Regions from separate parts of the Mus musculus genome. Here regions 1, 3 and 4 are each linked to region 2. Evidence: chromatin contacts called from public Hi-C and HiChIP or PLAC-seq data. All regions are on one chromosome and are shown on one strand. Each heading gives the region's core, a stretch centred on a gene start, on an enhancer-like site or on the middle of the called end of the contact. The rest is flanking DNA. Distances are from core to core; before and after follow the strand shown. Region 1 overlaps Gm34992 (a long non-coding RNA gene). Region 2 holds the start of Ackr3 (atypical chemokine receptor 3). Region 3 overlaps Asb18 (ankyrin repeat and SOCS box-containing 18). Region 4 overlaps Gm34992 (a long non-coding RNA gene).

Region 1 (2,816 bases), core at 10-2,509, 200 kb before region 2:
GGATGGGGAAATAGTGTAAAGAGATTGAATTTCTCTCAAGATGATCTGGAGCTCCAGCGAAGCCCTTCAAAGGAAGGCCAGAAGGTGGGTCAAGTGGGACCTTCATGGACAGGGAGGTGCTTCTATGGAGATGCTCTCATATCTCCCGAAGAATTTCAACGTTAATAAAGCTACTGAGCTAGAGAATGACCAAGATTTCCCAGAGGGTGTGTGTGTAAGAGCCACACAAGTCCAGGGAAGGTAAGGAGTGAGTGGGGGGAGGGGGAAAGGTCACTTAGCTACAGGGACCTCAGAGGATGCAAAGATATGGTACCTGGCCAGATGTAGGTTTTGCCCATGAGAGAAAAAGCAAAAGGGTAGAACTTGTAGCCACCAGGGTTTCAAGGACACAGAGGAGGCTGCTAGGGAGACTGGAGTTAGAAGTCAGGACCCTGGAAATGAGATTTCCTGGAAGAAAGGAAAGCCACACAAGGAGCCACAGCCGTCCTCCCTCCCCCAGCCCCCGCCCATTGGAATGTGCAGGGCATCTTACTGGCAAAGCTCCACCATAAAGAAGGCTTGAGAACATAAACCAGAGACTTCCCAGAGCCTGGAAGGAGGATCCTCTCAACACTGGGGGCTTAGAGACCTTTAGAGTCAAAGGCATTAAAACCCCGTATGGAAAGAAATGGGGAGAAGCCATTTGGGGGCCCTGTTAAGTTCCTGTGAACAAGAAGCATCTACAGAGACTGCATCCCAGCCAGGCAGCCAGGAAAGCCAGTGAGTCTTTACCCATAGCACCGGGATGGGTGGCCCATGTTTAAACCAAACAAAACATCAAGGCGGATGGGTGGCCCATGTTTACATCAAGGCAAACCTTCACCTTAAATAAAAGGCAAACAAGTGTCTGAATGGCTGAGTTAATAAATCATAATAAATCTATGAGCATTGTCCTGTTCTCTATGAATAGAAGAATTTGCCAAGTAATCAATCACTTATGTAAATGATTCTGAAGGTCAGCCAAGGTAAAAGCAAACCAAGAGGAGGCATAGGGGAGAGGTCATGAGGAGGTCACAGGAAGGTCACGGGGAGCATTTCAGAAAGAAACAACGTTTGTGGCTGTGCACACCTGCCCTGGGAACCATGGAAACTAGGTCTGAAATAGGGGGCCAGACTTAGACAGGTGTGGGGGAGAGGGATCCACATGTTCCAGCACAGCATGTGAGGCCTAGCAAGAGGACAACCAGACCCCGGGGTTCTCTCCCCCTTTGTTGTCAGGTTACAATAGTCCCAGGTAAACAAGGCCACCTGGATCAAGGGCACTGCCCAGCCCTGGGCCCACTTCCATTTCCTCCTGCCTGTCAACATTGATGTTTGCAAGCTCTGTGAAAACAAATGACCCTTGCGTTCTGGAGAGTGGATTTCATCCAGGAGTCTAATCCACAGTGTTTGCCTTCCTATTGACAATTACCACTTTAGGGAAATGAGCCCAGTGCTTTTCATGGATTGCCTGCAGATTTGGTTTTCTAATTACATCCTCCTTCAGCAAACACATCCAAGAGCAGCTTTACTCTGACCGCATCCAGAAAGGCAAGATACCCGCAAATAGGAACTCTCCTGGGGAAAGAAGAGAAAGAAGCCACACTGCTAGGCTCCATACCTTCCAAAGTACCGTCTTATATTTATGTTATAAACAAGTGTGTGTGTGTGTGTGTGTGTGTGTGTGTCCCTGTGTCTGTGTGTGTGTCTGTGTAATCTGTGTCTGTGTATGTCTGTATGTTTATCCATGTGTATCTCTATGTGTGTGTGTGTCTGTTTGTATCTGTGTGTATCTGTGCCTCTGTGTTTATGTCTGAGTGTATCTGTACTTGTGTATGTGTGTGTTTATCTGTGTGTCTCTCTGTGTGTCTATGTATCTGTGTGTGTGTGTATCCGTATCTGGGTCTGCATTTGTTTATCTCTGTGTGTTTGTGAGTCTCTATGTTGTCTGTGTGTGTCTATGTATATGTGTCTATGTCTATGTGTGCCTCCTTGTGTGTGCCTCTGTGTGTGTATGCGTGCGAGTGTGTGTGTGTATTTGGGTTTATGCACATCATTGTGGGTTCCCATGGAAGCCAGAAGAGAGCTTTGGATCCCCTGGAGCTGGAGTTACAGGTGGTTGAGAGTAGCCCAGCATAGGTTCTAGGAAGCAAGCTTTCGGTTTCTGTAAGAGCAGTAACTGTCTTAACTGCTGTGTGTCACTCCAGCCTCCCTGCTGGCATTTCAAACAATCCACGCCATCATTAAACTCAAGAGAGCTTTGTTTCATCTTATCGCATTTTCAGGAAAGAAATGTTTTTGTTTTTTTTTTTAAATATCTGGCAGCCATGCCCGAGGCCTGAATTCATAGAGCTCTTTCTACTACTCCTGTTGTTGATACCACTGATGTCTCAACCATCAAGTCCAGTGAGGACCAGGACTCAGGTGGTAACCCTGGAAAATCAGGCAAACTTGACTTTTCTAGAATATTTTCTTCCTCGGCTTCTGAGGTCTTTCTTTCCGAGGGCACACCTGAAGCCTGTTTCTTCCATGTGTCCCTCTTCGCCTGTCTCTTCCTCCCCCTTCACTTTTCTTCTCTTCGTCCTCATCCTCTCCCTCCTTCCCCCTCCCTGTGCTTTCCCTCTTTCTCATCCTTCTCCCCTCTTCTTGTATGTATGTCTATCTCTTTCTCTGTATTTTCCTTCTCCCAGAGTTTCCATGGTTCCCAGGGCCACACCCCTCTCCTTCCTCTCTCTCTCTCCTGAGTACAGTCAGAGGCTGTACCTTGGTGCCACAGGCAAGCACACCTACTTTAAAAT
Region 2 (3,120 bases), core at 243-2,742:
GGCAGCAGCTGAGCTCAGCAGAGAGCAGCACAAAGTGTTCACCGCTCAGACTGGGGGAAATTAGAGCAAAATGTTTCCAAGCTGGAGCCTGTGCACAGCTCCCGATCGAAACAGGGTTTTCATTTCATTTGGGGCAGGCTTCTATTCAGATGGGAGAAAGACGGGGACTTGGGGGCTTTATCCATTTACAATCTGCAACGAGCCAGGCACAAAAAAACAGAACCACCCCCATCCCTCCTTTCTGGTCCTATCCATTGAGCTCCACATTCTCCTGAACTAAATAAAGACCACAAAGCCAGCATCTGCTCCTTCAAAGAAAAACAAAGTTTCCATACTGGCCACAGCACAGACTGGGGTCTCAGGGATGCCACTAACCCAAGACACCTTTAAAAAGATGCTTGATCCTACCTCACATCGAAACAATTAATTAATCTGTTTGTGAGCAAATGAATGGAGAGACAGAGAGAGAAAGGGGAAGAGACAGCCAGTCTGCCTTTCACAGTGCCTCATTTTCCTAGTAGCTAGCAGCCAGGAGTCTTGGCTGACCAGGATCCCCTGACCTCAGAGTCTCCCTCACTCCCAGCCACCCAGTGAACCTTTATGCACCCTAACAAAAGTCAGCAACACTCACAGTTCACTTGGAGAGTAGATTTAAATTCAAATACTAGATTTCTTAGTGTCTGCTTTTTTTTTTTTTTGTCCCAATTGAAGTTGGACAACACTTTCTAGGAGAACAATAAATACTCAAAATTAGATTAGCAGGGGTGCCATGAAGAGATAAGATGAAGAGGAGCTAACATTCAATTTACAACTTCCAGAATTCAGGAGCTGTGAATTAATCCATCCCCACCCCCCAGAGCACGGAGTTTAAACTCATCCTAGACTCAGAATGCTCAGCCCAGTTGTCTGGTCCGCTGAAGGATGCCTCTGGGCATATCACATGCCTTTCTGGAAGTGCGCTTGTGGTTTTTACAGCCAATCTGATAACCAGAAGTAGGAGTGGGCAAACAGTGATGCCAAGCTCACCCCTAAGCTGGCTTTGGGCAACCTCAATGGGGCATCCCACATTCTCTGCAAAGTTTCCCTGCTTCCTGGAACTTAAGTACTCACAGAAACAAATCAGAGTCCAGTAGCAAACAAACATACACAGAGGTTTCCCTCCACAAATGACTGAACTCAGATCCCCCAAATCAGGAGCAGTAGCTTGCAATGCAGGCATGCAGCGTGCTTTGAGCTTTCCAATCCGGACCTGCAGGCTCTAAAGCCCCCAGCTCAGGGATCCAAGAGTTCTCAGAAAAAGCCCAGTTCTCGTAAGAACAGGAGTCCTGCCCCTTGCCGTAGTTGCTCGGCAAAGCTGTCGCAGAAGCAAGGCTTTCTTACTTACCTCAGGGCTTCCTGGGCTGTGGTTTGCCTTCCTGACGGTGAGCGCTGCAGGCTCCTTCAGTGCTGAGCAGTTTGTAGCAACTGAGATCTCTCAGGGCTCCGGACTTGCCTTTTATATACACTGCGGGAAAGTGCCTCTAGGTGGCAGTTTTGCAACCCTCGGCTCTCCTCCCGCCCCTCCTCTCCCACCACAGCGCGCAGGCATGCAGGCTTGTACAGGCGCACACGCCCTCCTGTAACCCTCTCTAGGTTGTTGTTTCCTGCACAAACACATTCTTGGGAGCCCTCAGATCCCTCCCTTTGCAAAGGCTAGATCCTATTGGGGGAAATGTCAGCAGAAGAAAAACCAAAAGAAGTCCTAGGACGTTCCAAAATGATAGAATATTGATCCAGTCTCAGGTATAGCTTTTAATAATCCCATGAGCACCGGGAGTTCCTTTGAATGCCTGTAGCTTCAGGGAAGACTTTGTTCCCAAGACAAATTACTCTGAACTTCTGAACTTCGATGTTGGTTTGTCAAGCTTGCTCTTTCTTTGTCGATGCCTCCTGGACAGAAGTCACATTTTGGAAAGGGGACGATTAATCGACCCTGTACCGCCATCACCCAGAAGTGAGGGAAAGTGCCTTTAGGTTGGATCCAGATTCTGCTGGAACTCTTACACAAAGTCCTTAAGGCCCTATTAAGACCGTGTTCCACGGAGTCGAGCAGTGCCAGTCACTGAAAAGGCCTTGTCGCAGGTGAGGTAGAGTCGTCATTGTGAGCTTAGCCAACTTTTATCGCAGTCCTCATCTTTATCAAAATCTACATTCTAATCGCGATGCACATTGCTAAGATTCCCTGTTTTGTTTTTTAAATGTGTCTCTTGCAATTCCCCATTTAGTAAAACTCAAGCACAAAATGACCCAATCTTTACTTTTAAAGCCGCGCCACTGTAACGCCTCCCCAAGTGCCCCCCACCCTCCAAAGGGCTGGTGGTCACTCTGCTCTCATGCCCCCCTGGGCCTCTGAAAGGCAGTTACAGCACCCACAGTTGAGGCGCGGGCTGTACGCAAAATCTGCCTTCACCAACACTTGCCGAGTCTATTTTCTAAGTCTCCGGAGAGTGACTGCTGAACACAGGAACCCGAGAACTTGGGGATCAGAGTCTCACGTAGGCTAGAGAGCTTCGGTCTAGGGAAAAACCTTAACAAAAGAAGTGGTTTGTTTAAACAGCCTTGCACTTTACTCCTGGCGGGGCAGATCCTGCTCAGTGAGCTCCTGAGGAGCACACCTGCTTTCCGGGCTGTGGGAGGGGTGTGTGTCTGCAAGGAGTAGTGTGAGATCTGGTGGGGGGTCATACGGCCTCCTGGGGAGTCTGTGACCTCAATGCAAGGGAGAGGCCCTGAGGCCTGTGGGCGGAGTCTGTGGCCCGGAGATGTGGTCTGTGGTCTCAAGGGTGGATCTGGGTCTAGCTAGAGGTGGGCGGTCCTACAGCCACAAAGACTGGTCTGTGGCCCCAAGGGGAGGGAGGTCTGAGTCAACAGGGAGGGTCTGTAAGAACAGGGAGTGTCCTATAGCATCAGGCAGGGACCTCTGAGGCCTCAGGGTCAGAAAAGGGTCTGGGGCCTCCGGACCCAGCTGGGCCGTACTACCCCAGGCCTTCTAGCTTTCATTCACTGAAGACGAGGCACTATTAGCAATCCGCCCCAGTTTGGGATGCCAAAGCGCCTGCGCATCGCAGCACGCCCAGGCCCGGG
Region 3 (3,196 bases), core at 369-2,868, 200 kb after region 2:
TGGCCTGCAGCTGAGACACCATCAGCCTAAGGCCCAGCGGAATCTAGAAGGTGTACTAGCTACTTCTCTGTTGCTGTGATAAAATGCCATGACCAAAAGCACTTTATTTTGGCTTTTGCTTCAGAGGGGTTCAGGCTGTCAGGGTGGGGATAGTGTGGCAATGAGCAGCTGGAGCAGGAAGCTGTGAGATCACACAGGATGCTGAGAGAGCAAACTTGAAGAGGGGTAAGGGTATAAGCTCTCCAAACTCACTCCCAGTGACAAACTTCCCACAGTAGGGCTCCATGACCTCCCCAAAGGGCACTGCTGACTGGCAACCAACTGTTTAAATACCTGAGCCTAGGGGAGACATTCGTCATTCAAACCACCACAATGGCCATTTATAAAAGGGGCACGCTGACTGGGCCAGCAATACAAATGAGCATGTTCAAACGAACAGGCATAGACTCTGGTGTATCACACACTGACTTCTGGCCCCTTCGACCTGTCCCTTACTCAGACACTTGACCCCAGCAGGGAGCCAGGCACTTTCCAGTGGTCCAGGAAGGAAGCCAAGCCTTGGCTTTACTGAGAGTGGGGAAATGATGGGGCCTCCTGCTGCTTCGGAAGCTCTTCCCTGTGCCTGGGACACACAGAAAGTTGCTACTGAAGAGAAAGGGGCCAGCCATGTCACCAGGCCTCCCAGCACTCAGCATTCAGACCTGGCTGGATTGTCCCACCAAGTCCCAAGAGTGCAAATATTCACTTGCTCTTTGGGAAGGGAAAACATGATCCTGTGTCAGCTCGGACACAGGAAACCAAGATCCTGGTACAGCAAGGAGATAGGAATCACCCTCAAACTCCATCATGTGTGCAACCCGGGGCCATCTGAATGTGGAGTCCACCATCACTGGATCTAGAGGCAAAATAATAATAATCTCTCTCATTAGCTGTCTCCATGACAAGAAGCAGTTAGAAAAGACTAATTTTTATCCCTTCTGTGGATAAAGCATCATACTTACTATTTAAATCTCAAGTATCTCTGCAATATGATATTCAGGTAGGGTGAAAAGATGGCTTCTCACTCTGTCATTCAGACAGAAGCTGGGCGTCCCTGCCTGCTTAGATTTTTCTTTTCCTCGACATCCATTCACTCCGCACTCTGCCTTTTCACTTGTATAGCACTCTGCCAGGGTTTACCGTACAAACAAGGTGGCAACCTTTGCTGGTTCTTCTGAAGAAATAAAACTACTAAATCTGCTGACTTGGGGCAAATGAAATTCATTACTAACCCTCTCTCCAGGAGAAAACAGCATTCAGGAGCATTTCTAGGTAGGACCAGCTCCCTGGGCAGGTGGAGAGGGGGAACCTCACTTGCAAGAAAAGAGGGAAGATTTCATGGTGACACCAGAGACTCAGACAGGAAGAGGAACTGAAGAGAGTGGTCTCCTAAGCTGTGAGGTGTGACCACCTCACTCCCATCCTCAGTGTAACTGCTAATGTGGATAAATGTTAAGTTAGCAACCTAACTGGGAAACAAGATGCTAGCTAAGAAAAGTCAGACCAACTGTGGGCCAGTGTAGAGGCAGAACCAGATGTACGCAAGCTCATATCAGGGATCAAAGGGGACCATGGGCAGCAAAGCACTGTTGCTTGTGGACTCCAGGAAGGACTCTGGGTTCTGACAGCCAAAGTAAGTGAACTTGAACTGACCCTTTGTTGACACAAGTCAGGTCTCTACAAACATGCTTTGATGGTTTAAAATAACTCCAGATAGCTTGCTGCATCTGTGTCACCTAAATTTGGGCGCAAACATCAGTATGCCTTTGGCACCAATTACCTCTAAACTACCCATCGAGAAAGTGAAGCCTCTAGAGACATAAACAGGAGGACCCGGACAGTGAACAGCAGTCCGAGACCCCTGAGTCACAAGAAACAGGTCCTCTATGCCTGGATTTTCCCCAACGGCTTGGATCACAGACGGAATCAGCCACTGCTCTGGCTGGCTGAGATCATTTGGAGCCGATTGCTTCATGCTCGCCGTTTCCCCTCCGTATATTCACATGGATCACCTGAAAGCAGCACCTGCAGTGTCCCCAGCCAAGCATGGTCTCAACCTGGCTGCAGATAGAAGTGCTCAGACAGTTCCTAGGGTCCCGATGTTCAGGCGGCATGCAGCCCAACCCAGCACAAGTCTTCAGGCTGGGGTCCTGGCATCCTGCCTTTTGTAGCTCCTCAGGTGATTCTATTCGGCAACTAAAGTATCAGGCACTGCTCTGAGGCCTCATGTGTGGTGCTTCTCCACCAGGAATCACTCAGAGTTTCTTTTTAAAAGAACTGTAGTTTATCATCTTCCCTGAAGCTTTCAGAATACCACCCCTCTCAGGTTGAAGTGCACACACCCTTTACCTCAGCCCACTGCACAATAACAGTCACATCCCAAGTCCTGCTCACCCAATGGGCTCCTACTGACCCCCAGACCTACAACTGACACCCCTGTTCTGAAACACCCCAGACCGTCTTTTTTTCCTAATCCAGTGGAGATTTTTGCAGACCTGGTGTGATGTCTGCCAGTTTAAGAACTCTCAATTTGTTCTGTATTTAAAACAAAACCACAGTCTCTGGTCCTTCTGTTTTACCATAGTCCCTCAAGGTTTGATCAGATTTTCAGCAACTTATACACAAATTTACATTTAAAAGAAGTTGGCTTTCTGTGTGGACCAGACTTGGAAAAGAAGGCAAAGCCAGAGTGGAATCTTGGGGCTGTGCATTGGTTTTGACTAAGTTGAAAAGGATAAGGATGAGCAAGTGGGTCCATCTGCCCAGACCAGGTGTGCAGGCCAGCTGTGCCAGCCAGCTGTGCAGGCCAGCTGTGCAGGCCAGCTGTGCATAGGCAGGGTCATTTAGAGGTGGAGGGGGTGAAGAGCCTAACCCAGGACACGGGGTCAGAAAGGAGTGTCACTCACACACCAGGGGACTGCTCACAGCTTTGGGGAGGAAGACTAAGCGGCTCCTGTTGGGGGTCTTCCAAACATGAATTTCTTGTCCTGTGTGATCCCCGCAGATGGGATTTTCATCTCTGAACCCCCAAAACCTTACGAGACACCCTAAAATGTAACCACGTTCGGTTAACAACTCGGGGGAAGAGTGGGTTGCTTTCTAGGTTGGTTGGTTTGTTTATTTAATGAAATGGTCAACAGTGCTTCTATATTTGTAA
Region 4 (2,788 bases), core at 63-2,562, 250 kb before region 2:
CACATTTTTAGTATTTTTTTTCAAGATCCTGAAAGAGTTAGTAGTATTAGTTCTGCATCCTTCAAAATATGTCTTTCTAAAAACCTGTGAAAATACAGCCTGAGGTTTTTGTGCAAAAATGTCCAACGTCTGTGTCTTTAACAATGAGAAAAGTAAAACAAAACAAAACAACAACAAAACCAAAACCATAAATACCTGATAGCAGGAAAATGGCCAAGTAAGTCACAATACATCATAATGTGGAGTACTATGGATCCATAAAGAATACATTCTTACAGACTGTTAAAGGCCACAGGCAAAGTCTAATAAAATATAAAGAACATCACGGCAGCCTTTGTAGAAGCAACCTGTTGAACTTTGTGCCTTGTAGATGCTTTTATTTTCATTTTTATGTCTTTCTATCCTTTTTAAAAGACTACATTCATGAAACACTTCTGTTCCCTAGAAAAATACTAACTGCCACCTTAACATAAAATGAGCTTTGCTGAGCACTGCTGTGGCTGAGTGTCTACACGGCTTGGTTGAATCTGGTACTGAGGAACTAGGTAAGTACCCTAGTGGGGCACTGCCTGGCTCTGACACACAGTGTCATCAGCCCTTAGGCTAGGGAGAGGTTTCTCTAGTTCAGACGTTGGGGAGTCATTCCTCATGCCCCCGAGAAGGGGGCACCTGTGTCCCAGCAAGACGCTAGTCACCAGTCACTTTCCTGGATGTTTCCCTATTACCTAGAGGTCTAGAATGAATTCTCCTTCTCCTGTCCTGAAACCACCTCAAGTTTCTTCCCTGTGACTTAGTCTTAAGACTAAATATATGTGGAGCAGGGGTAAGGACTCGTTCTCCAGGTTTGGTGATAAAATTAAAAGGCATTTTCATCTCCGGCCCATAGTTTATTCTCGGCAAGTAAAAATGATGCCTGAGGAATCCCAGGCTCCAGCAAACATAAACCACGGGCCTGAGAAAGCTCTTTAATTAATGCAGCCAATCCTTGCAAACAACTTTAAAAAATTAGCATGGGGGGGGGGAGCCAGTAAAAATGCCTGTCCAGCCAACTCAGCCCTGCCAGATGTTGTTGAAGCAGAATTGATCCCATTGCATCCTGCACGCTATAGCATACACATGAGTCCAGGCATAGGCACTGCAGAGAAAACCCTCACCAGCCCAGGAGAAGCCTCAACTCTCTCAGGACTATTGTTTCCCTTATTGATTTAGAAAACGTTCATTGACCAAGGAAACAGACATGCCCCATAAAGTCTAAGCCTTGCAACATAAAATAGAACCCATGTGCCTTGCAGATTTACGACAGAGCAGCAAGCTCGGAGAATGTAAACCCACACAAGGATACCAGGGGTTGGATGGTCACTGCCTGCATCCCTGGCAACAAGACCGCTTAATCAACAAGCCCCGGGCTCCTTTGTGACTCTACCTCCATCTGGGCAAGGAAGGACTGCATAAGAAGACAGGGCTATGGGTGGAGAGATGGCTCAGTAGTTAAAAGCACTTGCTGCCCTTACAGAGGATCTGGGTTTAATTCTCAGCACCCTCATGGTGGCTCACAACTATCCATAGCTCCAGGTCTGGGGGATCCTATTTGTTCTTCTGAACTTCACAGGCACTAGGCACATGGGTGGTGAACATACATACATGCAGGTAAAACACACACACACACACACACAGAGAGAGAGAGAGAGAAAGAGAGAGGGGGGGGGAAGAGAGAGAGAGGGAGAGGGAGAGGGAGGGAGAGAGAGAGAGAGAGAGAGAGAGAGAGAGAGAGAGAGAGAGAGAGAGAAACAAATGTCTAAAAACTTCCAGAGACTATCCTATGAGACACAGAAGAGCAGCCACTTACCGGCCTGGCCATCTCCTGCTAAGGGAAGCCCTGGGATTGTGCTCCTAACTCCTGGCTGGGTTTTGGGTTGCTTCCCTCTGTTTGATGTGCAAATATCTGTCAAGCACCTTTTCACTAAGTGTGTTTGTACAAGTACCATAAGATAGAACCAACTGAAGGTTTCAAAAGGGTCAAAACCTGGTCATGAGGGAAAGGTACACAGAGTCTGGCTGTGTCTGAGCACACCTCCTATGAAGAGGTGGGTCATCCATCTTGCTGGGCAGAGCCATTTCCTCTTGTTCATTGACTTGCTGGGTATTTGTTGTCCAGGAAAAAGAAGTGCTGGCTTGTGCTGGTCAGACTGTCATCGCCACGTCAATCCACTATGGTGGCAAACACGCAGCATACCAGTGTCCCGCAGAAAAGTGTTGTCTTCCTCATGACTTCAGAGGCATCAATCTGCCATGGTCGGGAGGAGATAGCAGGTCAGCTCAAATCTTGGTGGTCAGACAACCCAGAGTAGCAGTAGGACTCAGGGACTGAGGCACAGGAGCCCCTAAGAACCTCCTCTTAGTGACCCGCTTCTTCTTGTCCAGCCCACCACCCATTGTCCCATCACTTCGAAAGATCTGCTTAAATCTGGGGGTTACACCCTACTCTGGCCCCTTCCTGTTTCTTCTCCACTGCTTCCTGTCCACTAGCATGCAAGTACTTCTGTCCACTAAGATGTGAGTCTCCCTGTCCACCACCATGTGAGTCTCCCTGTCCACCACCATGTGAGTCTCCCTGACCACCACCATGTGAGTCTCCCTGTCCACCACCATGTAAGTCTCCCTGTCCACTAAGATGTGAGTCTCCCTGTCCATCAAGATGTATGCTTCTATTATACTCTCCCCACAATGATGGACCAAATTCAACTTGTACAAGAAGTGAAGAGCAGTCTAGATTTTTAAATATATGTGA

What was found. Hi-C and Micro-C count contacts between places; a contact is called where the count stands out from the background. HiChIP or PLAC-seq counts read pairs in DNA pulled down with a chosen protein or histone mark.
Region 1: an H3K27ac HiChIP or PLAC-seq map of embryonic stem cells shows a contact between it and region 2, with 2.7 times the contacts expected there. The contact joins the enhancer-like site here to the promoter of Ackr3 in region 2. A contact is called at or near these places in 7 of 39 promoter capture datasets (the 3T3-L1 cell line, 3T3-L1-derived adipocytes, the SN4741 cell line and 3 more), 1 of 15 datasets of contacts at CTCF or cohesin (the NIH/3T3 cell line), 1 of 484 Hi-C or Micro-C datasets (nephron progenitors), 17 of 115 datasets of contacts at active chromatin or transcription factors (the NIH/3T3 cell line, craniofacial prominence, differentiating embryonic stem cells and 11 more) and 2 of 9 other capture datasets (adipose tissue and liver).
Region 3: a Hi-C map of cardiomyocytes shows a contact between it and region 2, with 1.9 times the contacts expected there. The contact joins the enhancer-like site here to the promoter of Ackr3 in region 2.
Region 4: an H3K4me3 HiChIP or PLAC-seq map of embryonic limb bud shows a contact between it and region 2, with 4 times the contacts expected there. The contact joins the enhancer-like site here to the promoter of Ackr3 in region 2. A contact is called at or near these places in 7 of 39 promoter capture datasets (the 3T3-L1 cell line, cranial neural crest, frontonasal cranial neural crest and 4 more), 10 of 484 Hi-C or Micro-C datasets (cortical neurons, embryonic fibroblasts, embryonic stem cells and 5 more), 18 of 115 datasets of contacts at active chromatin or transcription factors (craniofacial prominence, differentiating embryonic stem cells, embryonic basal ganglia and 12 more) and 1 of 9 other capture datasets (adipose tissue).

What each region holds. Positions count from the first base shown.
Region 1 is chr1:90,403,499-90,406,314 of GRCm38.p6, reverse strand. The region is part of intron 3 of Gm34992 (a long non-coding RNA gene); the gene reads right to left. Among named protein-coding and RNA genes, the nearest start is that of Gm34992, 67 kb to the right of the region's middle. Within about 2 kb of position 1,259, at least 28 of the 459 cell types and tissues checked have an H3K27ac peak or open chromatin away from gene starts, as enhancers often do. A contact at or near this core is called in embryonic stem cells, where this site is marked.
Region 2 is chr1:90,202,352-90,205,471 of GRCm38.p6, reverse strand. Ackr3 (atypical chemokine receptor 3) reads right to left here and starts at 1,492. Exons shown (of 2, transcript NM_007722.4): 1 at 1,385-1,492.
Region 3 is chr1:89,998,528-90,001,723 of GRCm38.p6, reverse strand. All of the region lies in intron 1 of Asb18 (ankyrin repeat and SOCS box-containing 18), which reads left to right. Among named protein-coding and RNA genes, the nearest start is that of Gm34616, 4.5 kb to the left of the region's middle. Within about 2 kb of position 1,618, at least 4 of the 459 cell types and tissues checked have an H3K27ac peak or open chromatin away from gene starts, as enhancers often do. A contact at or near this core is called in cardiomyocytes, where this site is marked.
Region 4 is chr1:90,450,720-90,453,507 of GRCm38.p6, reverse strand. It overlaps Gm34992 (a long non-coding RNA gene), which reads right to left. Exons shown (of 5, transcript XR_878387.2): 5 at 1,745-2,284. Among named protein-coding and RNA genes, the nearest start is that of Gm28722, 52 kb to the left of the region's middle. Within about 2 kb of position 1,312, at least 6 of the 459 cell types and tissues checked have an H3K27ac peak or open chromatin away from gene starts, as enhancers often do. A contact at or near this core is called in embryonic limb bud, where this site is marked.